5 separate regions of the Mus musculus genome follow, and all the other regions are linked to region 2. The links are chromatin contacts, called in public HiChIP or PLAC-seq and promoter capture Hi-C maps. All regions are on one chromosome and are shown on one strand. The core of a region is the stretch at or near the end of the contact, and the rest is flanking DNA. Distances in the headings are between cores, read along the strand shown. Region 1 holds the start of Zfp541 (zinc finger protein 541). Region 2 holds the start of Dhx34 (DEAH (Asp-Glu-Ala-His) box polypeptide 34). Region 3 has its middle 5.9 kb from the start of Gm32059. Region 4 has its middle 3.8 kb from the start of Bicra. Region 5 overlaps Sae1 (SUMO1 activating enzyme subunit 1).

Evidence for each region. Promoter capture Hi-C pulls out the DNA fragments that hold promoters and counts their contacts. HiChIP or PLAC-seq counts read pairs in DNA pulled down with a chosen protein or histone mark.
Region 1: a promoter capture Hi-C map of the HPC-7 cell line shows a contact between it and region 2. The contact joins the promoter of Zfp541 here to the promoter of Dhx34 in region 2. A contact is called at or near these places in 12 of 39 promoter capture datasets (the C10 cell line, the HPC-7 cell line, cranial neural crest and 9 more), 2 of 484 Hi-C or Micro-C datasets (neural progenitor cells and pancreatic cancer cells), 3 of 115 datasets of contacts at active chromatin or transcription factors (embryonic stem cells and large pre-B cells) and 5 of 9 other capture datasets (adipose tissue, embryonic stem cells, liver and 2 more).
Region 3: an H3K4me3 HiChIP or PLAC-seq map of embryonic stem cells shows a contact between it and region 2, with 23 read pairs. The contact joins the enhancer-like site here to the promoter of Dhx34 in region 2. A contact is called at or near these places in 4 of 39 promoter capture datasets (erythroid cells, hippocampal neurons, macrophages and 1 more), 2 of 484 Hi-C or Micro-C datasets (embryonic stem cells and erythroblasts), 10 of 115 datasets of contacts at active chromatin or transcription factors (the 230-238 cell line, CD8 T cells, the SCID.adh cell line and 5 more) and 4 of 9 other capture datasets (adipose tissue, embryonic stem cells, liver and 1 more).
Region 4: a promoter capture Hi-C map of macrophages shows a contact between it and region 2, with 5 read pairs. The contact joins the enhancer-like site here to the promoter of Dhx34 in region 2. A contact is called at or near these places in 3 of 39 promoter capture datasets (cranial neural crest, embryonic stem cells and macrophages), 2 of 115 datasets of contacts at active chromatin or transcription factors (embryonic stem cells and large pre-B cells) and 2 of 9 other capture datasets (adipose tissue and liver).
Region 5: an H3K27ac HiChIP or PLAC-seq map of embryonic stem cells shows a contact between it and region 2, with 5 read pairs. The contact joins the enhancer-like site here to the promoter of Dhx34 in region 2. A contact is called at or near these places in 1 of 39 promoter capture datasets (macrophages), 4 of 484 Hi-C or Micro-C datasets (cerebellum, embryonic fibroblasts, granulocyte-monocyte progenitors and 1 more), 3 of 115 datasets of contacts at active chromatin or transcription factors (effector CD8 T cells, embryonic stem cells and memory CD8 T cells) and 2 of 9 other capture datasets (adipose tissue and liver).

The regions. Positions count from the first base shown.
Region 1 is chr7:16,070,539-16,073,238 of GRCm38.p6, forward strand. It overlaps Zfp541 (zinc finger protein 541), which reads left to right and starts at 1,307. Exons shown (of 16, transcript NM_001099277.2): 1 at 1,307-1,710. The coding sequence starts at 1,404.
Region 2 is chr7:16,220,745-16,223,444 of GRCm38.p6, forward strand. Dhx34 (DEAH (Asp-Glu-Ala-His) box polypeptide 34) reads right to left here and starts at 1,288. Exons shown (of 17, transcript NM_027883.3): 1 at 1,254-1,288.
Region 3 is chr7:16,050,722-16,053,421 of GRCm38.p6, forward strand. No RefSeq gene overlaps it. Among named protein-coding and RNA genes, the nearest start is that of Gm32059, 5.9 kb to the left of the region's middle. Within about 2 kb of position 1,345, at least 341 of the 459 cell types and tissues checked have an H3K27ac peak or open chromatin away from gene starts, as enhancers often do. A contact at or near this core is called in CD8 T cells, the SCID.adh cell line, adipose tissue and 10 more, where this site is marked.
Region 4 is chr7:16,001,965-16,004,664 of GRCm38.p6, forward strand. It overlaps a transcript of Bicra not described here. Among named protein-coding and RNA genes, the nearest start is that of Bicra, 3.8 kb to the left of the region's middle. Within about 2 kb of position 1,272, at least 153 of the 459 cell types and tissues checked have an H3K27ac peak or open chromatin away from gene starts, as enhancers often do. A contact at or near this core is called in adipose tissue and macrophages, where this site is marked.
Region 5 is chr7:16,365,000-16,367,699 of GRCm38.p6, forward strand. It overlaps Sae1 (SUMO1 activating enzyme subunit 1), which reads right to left. Exons shown (of 9, transcript NM_019748.3): 5 at 1,808-1,907. Among named protein-coding and RNA genes, the nearest start is that of Sae1, 22 kb to the right of the region's middle. Within about 2 kb of position 1,267, at least 128 of the 459 cell types and tissues checked have an H3K27ac peak or open chromatin away from gene starts, as enhancers often do. A contact at or near this core is called in adipose tissue, effector CD8 T cells, embryonic stem cells and 2 more, where this site is marked.

The sequences.
Region 1 (2,700 bases), core at 57-2,556, 150 kb before region 2:
TGTTTCATCACCACATAATAAAGTTTTGTTGTTTTGTTTTGTGTTTCTGTGGTAAGATAGGTGAGAATTATTTGAATTCAATATGAATTTAGTATTTTCTTTCCCTTCCTTCCCTTTTCATTTCTCTCTCCTCTTACCTTTGCTTCCCCTCCCCATCTTTCTCCTCTCTTCATCCCTATCTTCCTTCCTCCCTCTTCTCTTTTCTTTTCTTCTCCTGCTTGTTTTTCCTAGGCCAGTCTTGAACTCCTGGATTCAAGGACTTGTCTCGCTCAACTTCTGGCATGCTAGAAGTATAGGTGGGCACCACTGCATATCCCCTTATCTTTTAATTTGTTTTAAGATCATTCATATATTCTTCTGAGTGAATTTTGATAATCTGTCTATTTCTAGAAATTTGCTCATTGATTTTTTTGTATCTGAGTTCAATGACTTAACACATTGGGTGTGTATTGTAGCCTATCTTCTGTGTGAGTGCACTGTCTAAACACAGTTCTTCATAGTACTTCCTTGTAATCTTTTTTATTTTTAGAATGTGGTTAGTAAAACTTCCTCTTTTATTCCTTTTTGGGGATCAGGGTGATAGGACTATTGAGACAGCATCTCATGAAACACAGGCTGGCCTCAAACTATCTATTTACCCAAGGATATCTTGCCTCCATATCCCAAATGTTGGGACTACAGGCATGCCTGGTTTATGTGATGCTGAGTGGAGCCTAGAAGTTTGAGTGTGCTAGGATAGGCATTTTACTAACTGAGCTACACCCCCAACCTAACTTCAACATTTACTCTATATTAAAACTCATTGTATTTACTTTTTTTTTTTTTTTTTTGTATGAGACTTTCCCAGTCCAGGCTCTTTTACACACACAGTAAGCCTCCCTTTGTGCAGTGGTATTTCATGTGTCTCCTGGCCACATGGAACAAGTGGACAAGCATCCCCAGGCTTAAACTTGGGCCTGGATGTCCCAGTGGACTGACTTGTGCCTGCACAGACTCTAACTTTGAGTTTCCTTGTTGCTGGCCTTGGGATTTTCCTTGCTTGTCTTTTCTGCCTAGACACACATTAAAGTCTATTTGATCTTTCTAATATTTATAACTGGAGGCAGAGGACTCTGCAGTCCACCATGTGTTATTCTTTTGTCTAGTTGACAGATGAGGAAATGGAGTTCATGGATCTTGCCCAAGGTCGTGCAGCAAGGTTAAATGGCTAAGAACAGACCCATCTCAGTGGCTCCATTTTCAAGTCTACATTCTGCCTACTACACCTACCACCTCTTGATTCTAATACGTCCTTGTTCATTTTCAGGAGCTAGCTGCCAGCGAGGGCTCTTCCCTTCCTGACTCTGGACACGGCTTTGCTTGTCTGGAGACGGGCTCTAGCCAGGACCTGGCAGTGGAAAGCCATGGAGCCATACAGTCTTGGGGAAGAGGGAGCACTTCCATCAGAAGGGCACCTCCCATCCTTCTCTGAAAGTCAAGTGCTCAACTGCAGTGACACACTCAACCGGGACCTGGGCCCCAGCACACGGGACCTGCTCTACGCTGGCTTAAGCGGTTTGGACCTTGACCCCAGTCTCTCCACATCTGATATGCCCAGTGAAGTGCTAGAGGACAATCTGGACACCCTGTCCCTATACTCGGGGAAGGACAGTGACTCTGTGAAGCTGCTGGAAGAATATGCAGACTCTGAGTCACAGACCTCCTTACAAGGTGAGGCTGCTCATGGACTGAGCACCTACAGTTCCTGCAGGTAGCCAGGGACTGAATCCGCTGGCATTGGCTAGGAAAGGTCTCCTTAGCTGGGCATGATGATGCCTGCTCATAACTCCAGCATGTAGAATACAAACACAGGAGGAACACTGCAAATAGAGGCCAGCCAGAGCTACATAGTAAGACCCTGACTTCAACATGCTAATAAAGGGAAGGAAGGAAAGGAAAAACAAAACAAAAATCTCTTCTTGTAGAGGAGGCTTTTATCCTACTTTGGAATTGTCAGCTTGTGGGTTCTGGGTGTTAAATACAGGTCCTCAGGCTTCCGTAGCTTGTGCTTTTACCACCGAGCCATCCCACAGACTGGCATCCCCATCTTTGATCTGTGTGGAGGCAGACCATCAGGCTTGTAGGGGACGTTTATATTACTGCTGTATCTCAAGAGCATTTGTCCAGAGTAAGTGGGGATCCTGTCCATTCTGTCTTGTACTAGTCCAGCTTTTCCAGACCTCATGTCATGTAAAATAAGGGGACCCCAATCCTCACATGCCCACTGCTCTAGAACAATGGTGAGACATGAAAAGGAGAAGACTGCAAAAGCCTCCCATAGACCATAATGTACCAGACAGGTGCTTGATTAAATCCTGCTTTGTCTTTTTAAAAGAGGGAGGTCTTGCCATCTTTTCAGAACACTGAGGCTCCATCAGACCTCTTGCCTCAGTCTGTCCAGGAACCAGGACTATAGATTGTGCCATGCCCAGCTAGTTGTTTTTTACAACCAATATTGTCAGTAATACTTCATCTTAAATAGGGCCTTGATTCAGTTCCAAGGTTTTCTCTTCAACCATCGAAGAAAAGGAGAGAATTAGTGAAATAATTGAGCAGCTTGTGTGAGTGTCATTTTAGTTTGCTGTTGGTCTCCTGTGGAAGGGAGTTCTCTTGTTTAATTTTGGTTTGGTTCTGATCCTCTTTATTGGTTCCTGGAAAGTT
Region 2 (2,700 bases), core at 38-2,537:
GACTGAAGCTCGGTGATGACAGGACTGAGAGAACTCTATTCTAGAAGGGAATGAGGACCAGGCCTTGGAAAGCTGCTAGAAGATGGAGCCAGTGATCCTCAGAAAAAGACTGGGACAGTAAGGAGGAGAAAGCTCCTTCTAGGCAACAAAAACCCTGACTCACACTAGGCCCAACATCAGCACCCATGGCTGCCAATGGGTCTGTTCCCTCGGGCATTTTACTCCTTCATTTGGTTTGGGGTCTCAGGTAGTTTAGCCTAACCTTGAACTCTCCACACAGATAAGCATGACCTTGAACTCACTCACCATCCAGTCTCCACCACATAAGTGCTGGGACTGCAAGTAAGCACCATTATGTCCAAGTATGGCTTACCGGGCCATCTTCCCAATACCTCTCTTTCTATTTCTCTATTTCTCCCTCTCTCCCCTCTCTCTCCTCTCTCTCTCTCTCTCTCTCCCTCCCTCCCTCTCTTCCTCAGACCTCCATTTGAATTTCTCCACTTTCTCCATCTTGTTTCAACTTTTCCTCAAATTTATTTATTTTTGGAGACAAGAGTCATCCTATGTAGACTGGGTTGGCCTTTAACTCACAATCCTCCTGCTTCAGCCTCCTGTGCTCAGATCCAGCACCTAGCTCCCGGCCCTCTATTTGTTTACAGTTCTCCAGTCAATACTTTTATCTACCAATGGTGCCTTTCTTTACAGCTACCACTCCGGTATTTCTGTGTAGTCTCAATCACATATGTATACATATATGTTCACTTTCTCACAACATTAAGACTATTTCCACTCTATTTTGCTAAGCTAAATAAGCAGTGCGAGGAACGCAAATCTGGGGTGCATTTCTTCCTTTCGCCATTTTTCAGCACGACTCTACTATCACCTCCAACTTTCAAGGTTCTGTTTCAAACTCCATCTTTTCATAACTGTGGGTCTCACCACCATCCAGGCTTTCTTGCCAATCTCTTCCTGGCGCCCTTGTGAGCCTCTCTTGCAGGCACCCCATCACCCTGGTCCCCTTTTCTCTCCCTTTCTCAGAAACTTGTTCCCTCTGTGGTTTCAGTTCCGGGCCTCTTGGTCCTCCAGCTTCTAAGAATCGCGCACCGCCAGAGCTCTCTGGGTCCTGGCACATTCCTTCATTAAAATTGGGGTTCTCTTGACTCCCCTGCTCGCTCGGAACTATAGCCCCACACAAATCCTGCACCAGGGACCAAAGCCACGCAGACACCCCGCACACACGCCCCGCCCCTTACCTCCGAAATAGCACGGACGCCTCAACTTCCGGTCCTAAATGGTCTGCGCCTGCGCACGCTCCCGCCACTCTCCAGACTGCGCATGCGCAGATCGCGAAAGCGCGACCTGGCCTCTCCGTACAATGAAGCCCAATAGGGAGTAGCGGGCGGGCCAATGCCCATCGCACAAAGCGCTCTTGGGCACCTGGCTTCAGGCAGTGTTTTGGGTGATTTGACGCCCTCTAGAGGCCAGAGGAGGGGTTATAGGTAAGTGCCAGTCCCTAGCCGTGTCCTCTCCACAGCCCTGTAAACCCAGAATTACTAGAAAGTCAAAAGTTTCGGGTCCAAAAAACAAAACAACGCACGCCTCTAATCCCAGCACTTGGGAGGCAGAGGCAGGCGGATTTCTGAGTTCGAGGCCAGCCTGGTCTACAGAGTGAGTTCCAGGACAGCCAGAGCTACACAGAGAAACCCTCTCTCAAAAAAACAAACAAACAAACAAACAAAAAGTTTAGGGTCAGCAAGGGAGCTCAAACACTATTAAAACAGTCCCGTGACTGGGCGAACTAGTGCACGCCTTAAATTCCAGCACTTGGGAGGCAAAGGGAGGTGGATCTCGGTAAGTTCAAGGCCAGCCTGGACTACATAGTGAGTTCAGGTCATCCAGGACTACATATCTAGACCATCTCAAAAACCTAATTAAATTAATAAGACAGTCATGTGGTCACTCTATCACTATAACTCACTAATAAATAATCAGATGTAACCCCAGCAGCCTTAAGCCAGGGACCAGCTCTGTGCTGATCAGTCTTGTGTCCCCTTAAAGCCCTCTCTAGAGCCACACATGTTAAATTAATGACTAAATGGGTGAGAAAAGACTCCAGAGAAAACTACACAGTACTCCTCGATGTGCCAATCACTGGGGAACTGAGCCTCAGTTTCCCCATCGATAACCTAAGAAAACTTGTTGCAAAAAAAAAAAAAAGTCGCTGAAAAGCATATATAAAAATATATAGGCCAGGCTGGGTTGTAGCCAGGTTTTGAGTTCTCTGTTTCCTCTTCTGGTTTCTCTGTGCAGCTCACTTTTTCCCCCCATTCAGATATTAGTGCACTGAAGCTGTCATCTCTGACCTTGCTTCTAAAAGCAGCTCCCTCCACAGAGCGGGCATTATTGCTCAATATTTTATTTCTTTGCTTATTCATGTATTTCAGACAAGAACTTTCTCCTTTGCCCAGGCTCCAACTACTCATCCTTCCACCACCGCCTCCTGAGCGCTGGAATGTTCTTCACCCCGTCCTATTTAATCTTACTTTTGTGACTATCTCTGTGTCCTCCAGTAAGATGTGTGCTCCGTAAAAGTGGAGAACTCTTCTGTTTTGTTCACCAAAGTCTCCTCTGTGCAGAGAAAGAACCCCAGACCTTAAGAATGTACCCCTCCCCAGGTAGTACAATACTAAGGGTAAAGAA
Region 3 (2,700 bases), core at 95-2,594, 170 kb before region 2:
TGGAAGTCCTTGGCTGGGTGTGGAGGAGCCAAGACAAGCCAGCCCCCAAGCTGAGCAAGAGCTGGCACAGACCTGGGAGATCAAATGGCTATTTTCCCTGAGCATCCCTGAAAGCCCATCCAGGCTTCCAAGCTAGTGACAAGAGCCCAAGGTATTCAAAAAGCACTGTGGGGCTGGTGACACAGTTCAGTTGCTAGAGTTTATCCTAGGTCCACATACACTAGGCATAGTGGGCTGCACACCTATACCCCAACACTCTGAATGTATTCAGGAGCATCAAAAGTTTAGGATCAGCGCTTGGAGACATAGCTCTGCGGTTAAGACTTTGAATTACTCTTACAAGAAGACCCAGGGACTGTTCCCGGCATCCATGTCAGCTTACAACAGCCTTTAATTCCAATCCCAGAAGAGTGCATGGATACCCTCTTTTAGCCTCCTTAGGCACTGGAATTCAACGTGTATATATTCAAACAAGAATACCATAGTTCGAAATAAAAATCAATTTCCAAAAACAACAATAGTCAATCACATATCAAATCTAAGGCTCACTTGGGCTACACATGACCCAGCACATCTTTAGTTCTAGCACTTGGGAGGCAGATGAAGGTGGGTCTTTTTGAGTTCAAGGCCTGCCTGCATAATGAGACCCTTACTTGATGAAGAAATAATATTTTTTAAAGAGCTCAGATGGTGCCGGGCAGTGGTGGCGCACGCCTTTAATCCCAGCACTCGGTAGGCAGAGGCAGGCGGATTTGTGAGTTTGAGGCCAGCCTGGTCTACAAAGTGAGTTCCAGGACAGCCAGGGCCACACAGAGAAACCCTGTCTCGAAAAACCAAAAAATAAAAAATAAAAAAAGAGCTCAGATGGCTGCTGCTTCTTTCTTTCTTTCTTTCTTTCTTTCTTTCTTTCTTTCTTTCAAACCTCTTTTGCAGGTTAAACCCAGGGTCTCACACAGCAAGTCACCATCCCTAGCCTTCTTTTTCACTTCTTATATTGACAGGGTCTAAGTTGCTAAAGTTCAGGGCTTGAACTTGCTATCCTCCTGCCTCAGCTTCCTTAGCTGCAGTGATGACAGACCTGCACCACCAGGCTAGGCTGACAGTTTTAATTATGATAGTATAGTGGAAAAGAAAAGGTAGAAGCCCCGTGTTCTTGCTGTGGACAAGGCCAGATATTGGAGAACTGCCTTGCCCGAAGGGCCTGACATCATCTTGTCCTCTGAACCCTCCTCCAGCCTTTTTCCGCACATTTCTGCATATGCCTTAGCTCTTATCAGAGCCCTGAGCCTTTCAGAAACTCAGCTCACTACAGCCCAGCTCCTACCCTGGAGAACCTCGTCAGCGCCATCTGTCTACAGACGGTGTCAATAGCATCCGCTTAATAGCCTAGGTGGGCTTCAGTCTTGCTCTGTAGCCTAGGGCGGACCTGGAACTCTCCTGACCCCCCAGCCTCCACCTTCCGGGATTACAGCTTTAACCACCACGCCTGGATGGTGCTGTGAAAACCAGGGCTTCTTAGATAGTAGATTAAGTACCAACTGCACCACATCTCCAGTTCTATTTTTCAGTGTGTGTATGTTTCTCTCCTTCCAACACGTGGTTTCTGGAGATAAATTTCAGATCAAGTTTTGGTGGCAAGCGCCATTATTCACTGAGCCACCTCGTCAGCCCCTCTTCCACCTCCCCACCTCCGGATTTTAAATAAATGGCTTCCTCCACTGAAAGTAGAAACACTTCCCCGCGGCTCCTGTCAGGCAATGGAAGCTTCAAACTTTGCGCCCCAATTGTTTCATTATCCGAGAAACTGATGGCACACGATTGGTGCATTTTTTCTTTTGCATATAACACTTCAACAACCAAAGCCTGACTCCCGTCCTGAAACACTCCTGCCTTTCCAGGTTGCTTTAAATAAGGGTGAGAAGAGAAAGTTTTTACGAGACTTCCAAGGGCCCGGGTCTTGGTGGCCAGGAGGAGGAAGAGAAGGGGATTCCTTCGTAGTCTCTGTCCTCTAGCTATACCCTTCCACTGTGGCCATAAGGTACCCCTTCTGAGGACAGCCAAGACCGGAGCGCTGTAATCCGGCAGCAAAATCAGGCAGCGATTAGCCCAGCCCGGCCTGGGGTCCTCAGCACCGCAAGTGCGAGGGGCGGAGTCTGGCCTTTGATTGGCCGCATGTGGGGGCGTGGCCACAGCTCCGCCCCACCTCTACCCCCCACACACAAGATAAAATAGGCTTCGCGCCCTGGTGCTCGAAATTATTCGTGTAGTGGGTGTGGCTTATGTTTGTTTACACGCTTCTATTGGCTGCATTTGAATCGGCCCGAGCGGGTGGGCTTCGGAGGCGTGGCCTCGGAGGGCGGGGCCGGCGGCTGACAGCTCTTAGAGTACCGAAACGCTAATGAGGGGATTTTGGATCTGAAGAATCCTTTTGGGGTTTCTGTCAGCTTCCTTAATAAAGGCCAGTCAAGAAACTGAGGCGCACGTTTTTGTAAACATTCCTAAAACAAAATAAAACAAAAACCATGACTATGTTTTAAAAAGCAGATGCAACCTAGCTGGCCAACAATGAAAAACTCTGAAATCAGCTATGATCCTGGCCCACAGTGGGACAGGAAGTCACTGCAATAAACAAGGAAACCGCAAAGTGACACAACAGCTTTTGCAACCACTCAGGGAGAAGGGGAGTTCTGTAAATGCCAA
Region 4 (2,700 bases), core at 22-2,521, 220 kb before region 2:
ACTGTCTCAAGGAAGGGTGATATTATAGGTTGTTCTCTGGTCTCCAACCACAAAGAAAGAGAGCAAGTGAGAGAGATGAGATGGAGGGCAGGGAGGGAGATTGTTCCCCAATGAAGGATTGGAGATGGAGGTGTGGCTCAGTGGTAGAGCCCCTGCCTAGAATCCCCCAGTGAGGGGCTGGGGGCGTGGCTCAGTGTTAGAACACCTGACTAACATGCACAAGGATCCTGGGATGATCTCCAGAGAAAATACACAACCAATAGCACACAAAAGGATGCCCAGCATGATTCATCGTGAGGGAAACACACTCAAAGCCCCAAGGAGACAAGGCCCCACACCCCTCAGAGCGGCTACCATGAAGAAACTGGGAAGTAGCAAGTGTTGGCAGGGCTGTGGGAAACCGGAGCCCTTGCTCACTGCTGGAGGGAGTACAGCTCTGTTGGCTGCTGTGGTAGGGTTTGGCAGTTCCTCAGAACATTAAAAATAGCACTAGCAGTCAGCACAGTAACTCCACTTCTGGGTGCATGTGCAAAGAAATCAAAAGTCTTAAATAGGGATTGGTACACCAGAGGCCACCATTGCGTTTTCCACAACAGCTCACCGAAGCCGCCTGAGTATCCGTGAATGGATGGATAGATAAATCAGCTGTAGTGTGTATCTGTACAATGGAACATCCAGGAAGCTCTAATATGTACACAGAGATCAGCAGTTCTCAACCTGTGTGTGGGTCACGACCCCTTTGGCAAACTTCTAGCTTCAAAAGTATTTACATTATGATTCACAACAGTAGCAAAATTACAGTTATGAAGTAACGAAAATACTTTCATGATTTGGGGGCCACCACAGCATGAGGAATTATATTAAAGGGCTATGGTATTAGGAAGGTTGAAAACCACTGTCACAGGCAGACCTTGAGTTTGGAAAGCTGAAAAGAGGTGCAGGTGCTAGCACGGTGGCTCTAATCCTGGTGGTTGGGAGGCAGGGAGATCAGGAGTTCAAACTCATCCTCAGACACAGAGTGAGGTCAAGGCCTCCTTAGACTTCACAAGGGTCTGCTTCAGAAAACAAAAACAAACAAACAAACAAAAAAAAAAAAAAAAAAAAGGGAAAAAGAGGCCAGGAAGAGTGAATAAAGTCACCCACCACCAAGCTTGGCAATCCATCTACAAGTGTGCACCACACGTAGATAGATCAGAGAAAGGGTGGAGAGATGACTCAGCAGTCAAGAGCACTGACTGATCTTCCAAACGACCAAGGTTCAATTCCTGGCACCCACACTGCAGCTGATAACCATCTGTGACTCCAGGCTTACATGCATGTGGTGCGCAGTCACACACACAGGCAAAACACTCATACACGTAAGATGTAAAAATAAAATGAATAAAAATGTAATCATCCCCCACCCCTGAAAAAAGAAGCAAAGCAAAACCCACAATAGGATCCACTAGCCCATGTCCAATGGCCTCCTCTTTCACTGCCTCCCTGCTACAAGTGGGCCTTATCAGGGCAGGGTTGTCATCCTCTTCCTCTCTGAGATCCCTGGATCCCACCCTGTGGTGGTAGAAAGAGGCTCAATGAACGTAGAGAGTGAATAAATGAATTCACAGTGGATGTTAAATAAACAAGTTCACTCTTTTGTTCAAAGAGCATCCACTAAATGCCTCTTGTAAATAGAGAGAGGTAATGATACCTGAGAGGTTCAGGGCTATGCTCTCACGGAGGGGCACGTGGCCAGTGCTTCTCACCCAGGGACGGCCCTTCCCAGCTCAGCCCATCTGCTTAACACCTCTTGAAAAAGCAACTGAGCCATACAAAGCTATTGACCCCAAACAGCAGCACCCACTAACAAGACCTGCTGTGGAAGTCAGGCATATGAGCTGAGTGACACAGATGGAGCCCACGGTGTCGTGGCTCTGCCTCAGTCTCAGGACAGAGTGGACATATGACAAAGCCACTGTCAACATGCTGGGGCTTCCCCCAGGCAGCTGAATATATAGTTAGAGGATGCTATAATGGCAGAGACCTGGGGCTCACTTACTCCTATACCTCTCTCTACTGAGGCTGACCGATATATCTGGGGCCCACTCATTACTGCTGCTCTCTCTGTTAGTGACTGAGTCCTAGGTCACACTTGTTACTGTAGCTCTCCCAAACAAGGTTGACAGACACACCACCAAACCCACATTGCCCAAACGTGTCCTGGACATCAGGTCTAGTACGAGCCCTGTCCCCCGAGTGACAGTTACAAAGAAACGAAACTGAGCCATGCTTTCCAGTAAAAGAAGAGTGACACGCAGGGGTGAGGACACTGGGTCCTAACCACATTGTGGGGCCAGAACTTGAACTCAGACCCCATGACTCTGAAGCTCTGAGTCTTCCCCAGAAGGCCTGCCAACTGCAAGCAGCCTGGGGAGAAGAGCAGTGACAGGGTGTCCTTCCAGAAAGCCCAGAGGATCCCTCCTCCACTCGGAATGCAACTGGAGTTTTGTGTTGTCATCGGGAGCTGCAGGGGAGCCAGCCTTCTAGTGGGATCTGGAATTCAAAGGCTCCAATAAACACAAAAGAATGGCTACTGTTCATTTCCCAGAATGATGTTAGTGACCCTGACGTCCCTTACAAGGAGCGCACGGAACTAGTCACAGCTGCTGGAAGTCCACCTGTTGTTTCCCATCATCAGCACTCCAAGCACCCCCACTCCTC
Region 5 (2,700 bases), core at 17-2,516, 140 kb after region 2:
CAGAAGGAATGTGCTGCATGCTGTGCGCCCTCAAGAGCTCAGGGTTGGAATCCCAGCTGAATAGTCCCATTGTAACAGCTGACTAACAATGTCAGCTGGGGAATATTTTGATATCTTCAATTTCTGCCCTCTGTAAGGAAGACATTGCACAAAGGGCAAAGTGCCGGCAGAGCGCTCAGGAATGGCACACCAAGACTGCCAAGTACTGGCCTGGGGTCCCCACATTCTCCTCATAGTGACAGAAAAGTGGCTCCCAAATGAAGCTTCCATATCCACCCTAGTGGGCATCATCAGAAGGGATTCCAGGGAAACTTCCAGCTGTGAATGGCTAACAAAGCAAGGGCTTTTTCCATATGAATGCAAAATGTGGGCCTCAATCAGAGAAGGCCCTTAAGCCATAAAACCCTTCACACCAGGGCCAAGTGTCACACTTGTAAGAGGGTGTGATTTATAAACTGACAGAGCCGCCCACAAAGCTCCTTTTGTGTTCCTCCATTTGTTAACAATGTCTCTCCCCACCAAACTCAGGCAACCCAGCAGAGAAAGCCTGACTGGGCCTCAAAAAGAAAGGACTCCAGGTTTGTTCACTCCGGGTAATTACAGTCCTGTGAATAGACACTAAAATTAGAGCTTAATAATTCCTCGGCATCAGGCTCACAGATAAAGCTATCCCAACACAAACACAAAAGTAAGGGACAGAAAATGCAGTTTTGTCTTGCTAGAAAACTTAGTCCCAGTGCTGTGGAACCTGCACAGAACCTCTAACCCTCAATGAAACTTTAAATGAATGTTCCAACCAACGGCTTTCCTTAAATATGGGTTTGGTCCCATTATTTCTCAGTTTTGTGAAACCAATACCAGCCACTTCAAATTGCTTTCCCTAGTACAAGATTTTCTTGTCTAACACCGGCTAAAGAAACCATTGCCTTCTGTTTGCTTTCCTAACTGCTTTCTCTAAAATGAGATTAAACACTGCACTAGACCCAAACACATGTCTAAGTCCCCAGGTTCTACGCCCAATGGTTTTTTGTTTTGTTTTGTTTTGTTTTTTTTTGGGGGGGGGGGGGGAGACCCACACAACACCAGCAATTACTATCCACATATTAAAGACCTTTCTGTTGGTTTGGGGACAAAGTCTCAGGTAGCCCAAGCTAACCTGGAACTGGAGCTTTGAACTTCTGATCCTTAGTCTCCACTTCCTAAATGCTGAGATGATAAGGCCTGAGTCACCACGCTGGGCTTACTGCCACGGGAACACAGATCCTCCTCTACAATAACCAGTGCCAGCCCAGCTCTTTACCTTTCTGAGACAGGAGCTCTTACTGAACCTGGTGCTCACTACACTGACCGCTCGTCTCCCTCCCGGGCACTGTCACACAGGCACAAGCCGTCTGGGGTGACTTGCTCAGCGCGCTTGTACAGGAAACACTTTATTACTGAGCATCTCAAGTCACACTGTGGCTCACAACTGTCTAACTCCACACTCAGGTCTAAGACCCACTTCCAGTCTCATACGTCACTGTCACATGACACATGTGACACTAGAAGTCAAAACTGATGGCTTTTATGCCAAATCAGTTACACAAGCTTGTCATCTGGCTACCACGGTGCTGCAGCACAAGAGTACTTGATCATTTGAGAGGCTGTCAGAACAGTGAAGGATCTGGAATATAAACCCATTTTCTCGGGAGGAGAGAGCTGCCTGGAATCAGCAGTAGCTATACCCACTCTCGAACTTCCTCTTCCAGGCTTCCCTCATTTGCAGTTACGAGGCCCCAGGGTTTCCAACCTCAGCTCTCTCGCTTACCTTTTTGACCATGGTTGTCTCTGATGAATCAAGCTTTGCTCTCTTGGCCTCAGGTCCATCTTCCACTCCTTGGCTTACTTTGGCAACTTTGGTTTTCTCTCTAGAAGAGACAATGGGAGGAAGCCAAGTTTGAAAGTCACATCACTGGAATGTAATGAGCAAAAGGCTGAGTTCAAGTACAGCCTTGTCTACAGAGTGAGTTCCAAGGCTACAGAGAAATCCTGCCTTGATAAACAAAACAAATATACAACCAAAATAGAGCAAAAAAGTTTTTGAATCAATGAGGCCTGAGCTCAAATCTCATCACGGTCCCTGGAGAGATCTGATAAATCAGTTAGCCATTTTTAAACTAGCTGTCCCTGATGTGATAATGGGAAAAGAACGTAAGTAAACTGCCTAGCATAAGCAAGCTCCCATAAGCCAAAGAGACTGCTTTGCAAACATTCTTGAAGAATCAAAAACTAAAGAGCCAAACCTAATTCCTCCTTGTGCTGTGGAAATTTCATGTTAAGAGTAGCCCAGCCTGCTCTTGTTTTAACTGTGCAATTCATTGCACTCCTAGAATCAGACCTTTCTAAAGCTGCTGGGTGGCTAGGGTAGGAGATGGCGAGAACACATTTGCCCCTTTCAAAGGTTGTCGTCGTTGTCCCCCTCCCCCACTGGTTTTCGAGACAGGGTTTTTCTGTGTAGCCCTGGCTGTCCTGGAACTCACTCTGTAGATCAGGCTAGCCTTGAACTCAGAGGTCTACCTGCCTCTGCTTCCCAGATGCTGGGATTAAGGTGTGCACCAGCCAAGAAACTTGTGGGCCAGAGAAATACCAATGACTTGCTGGAGAGGCTGAACAATAGGAGCACTGCTTAGCAGGAAGCTGTGCCCAACTGTATCACTCAGT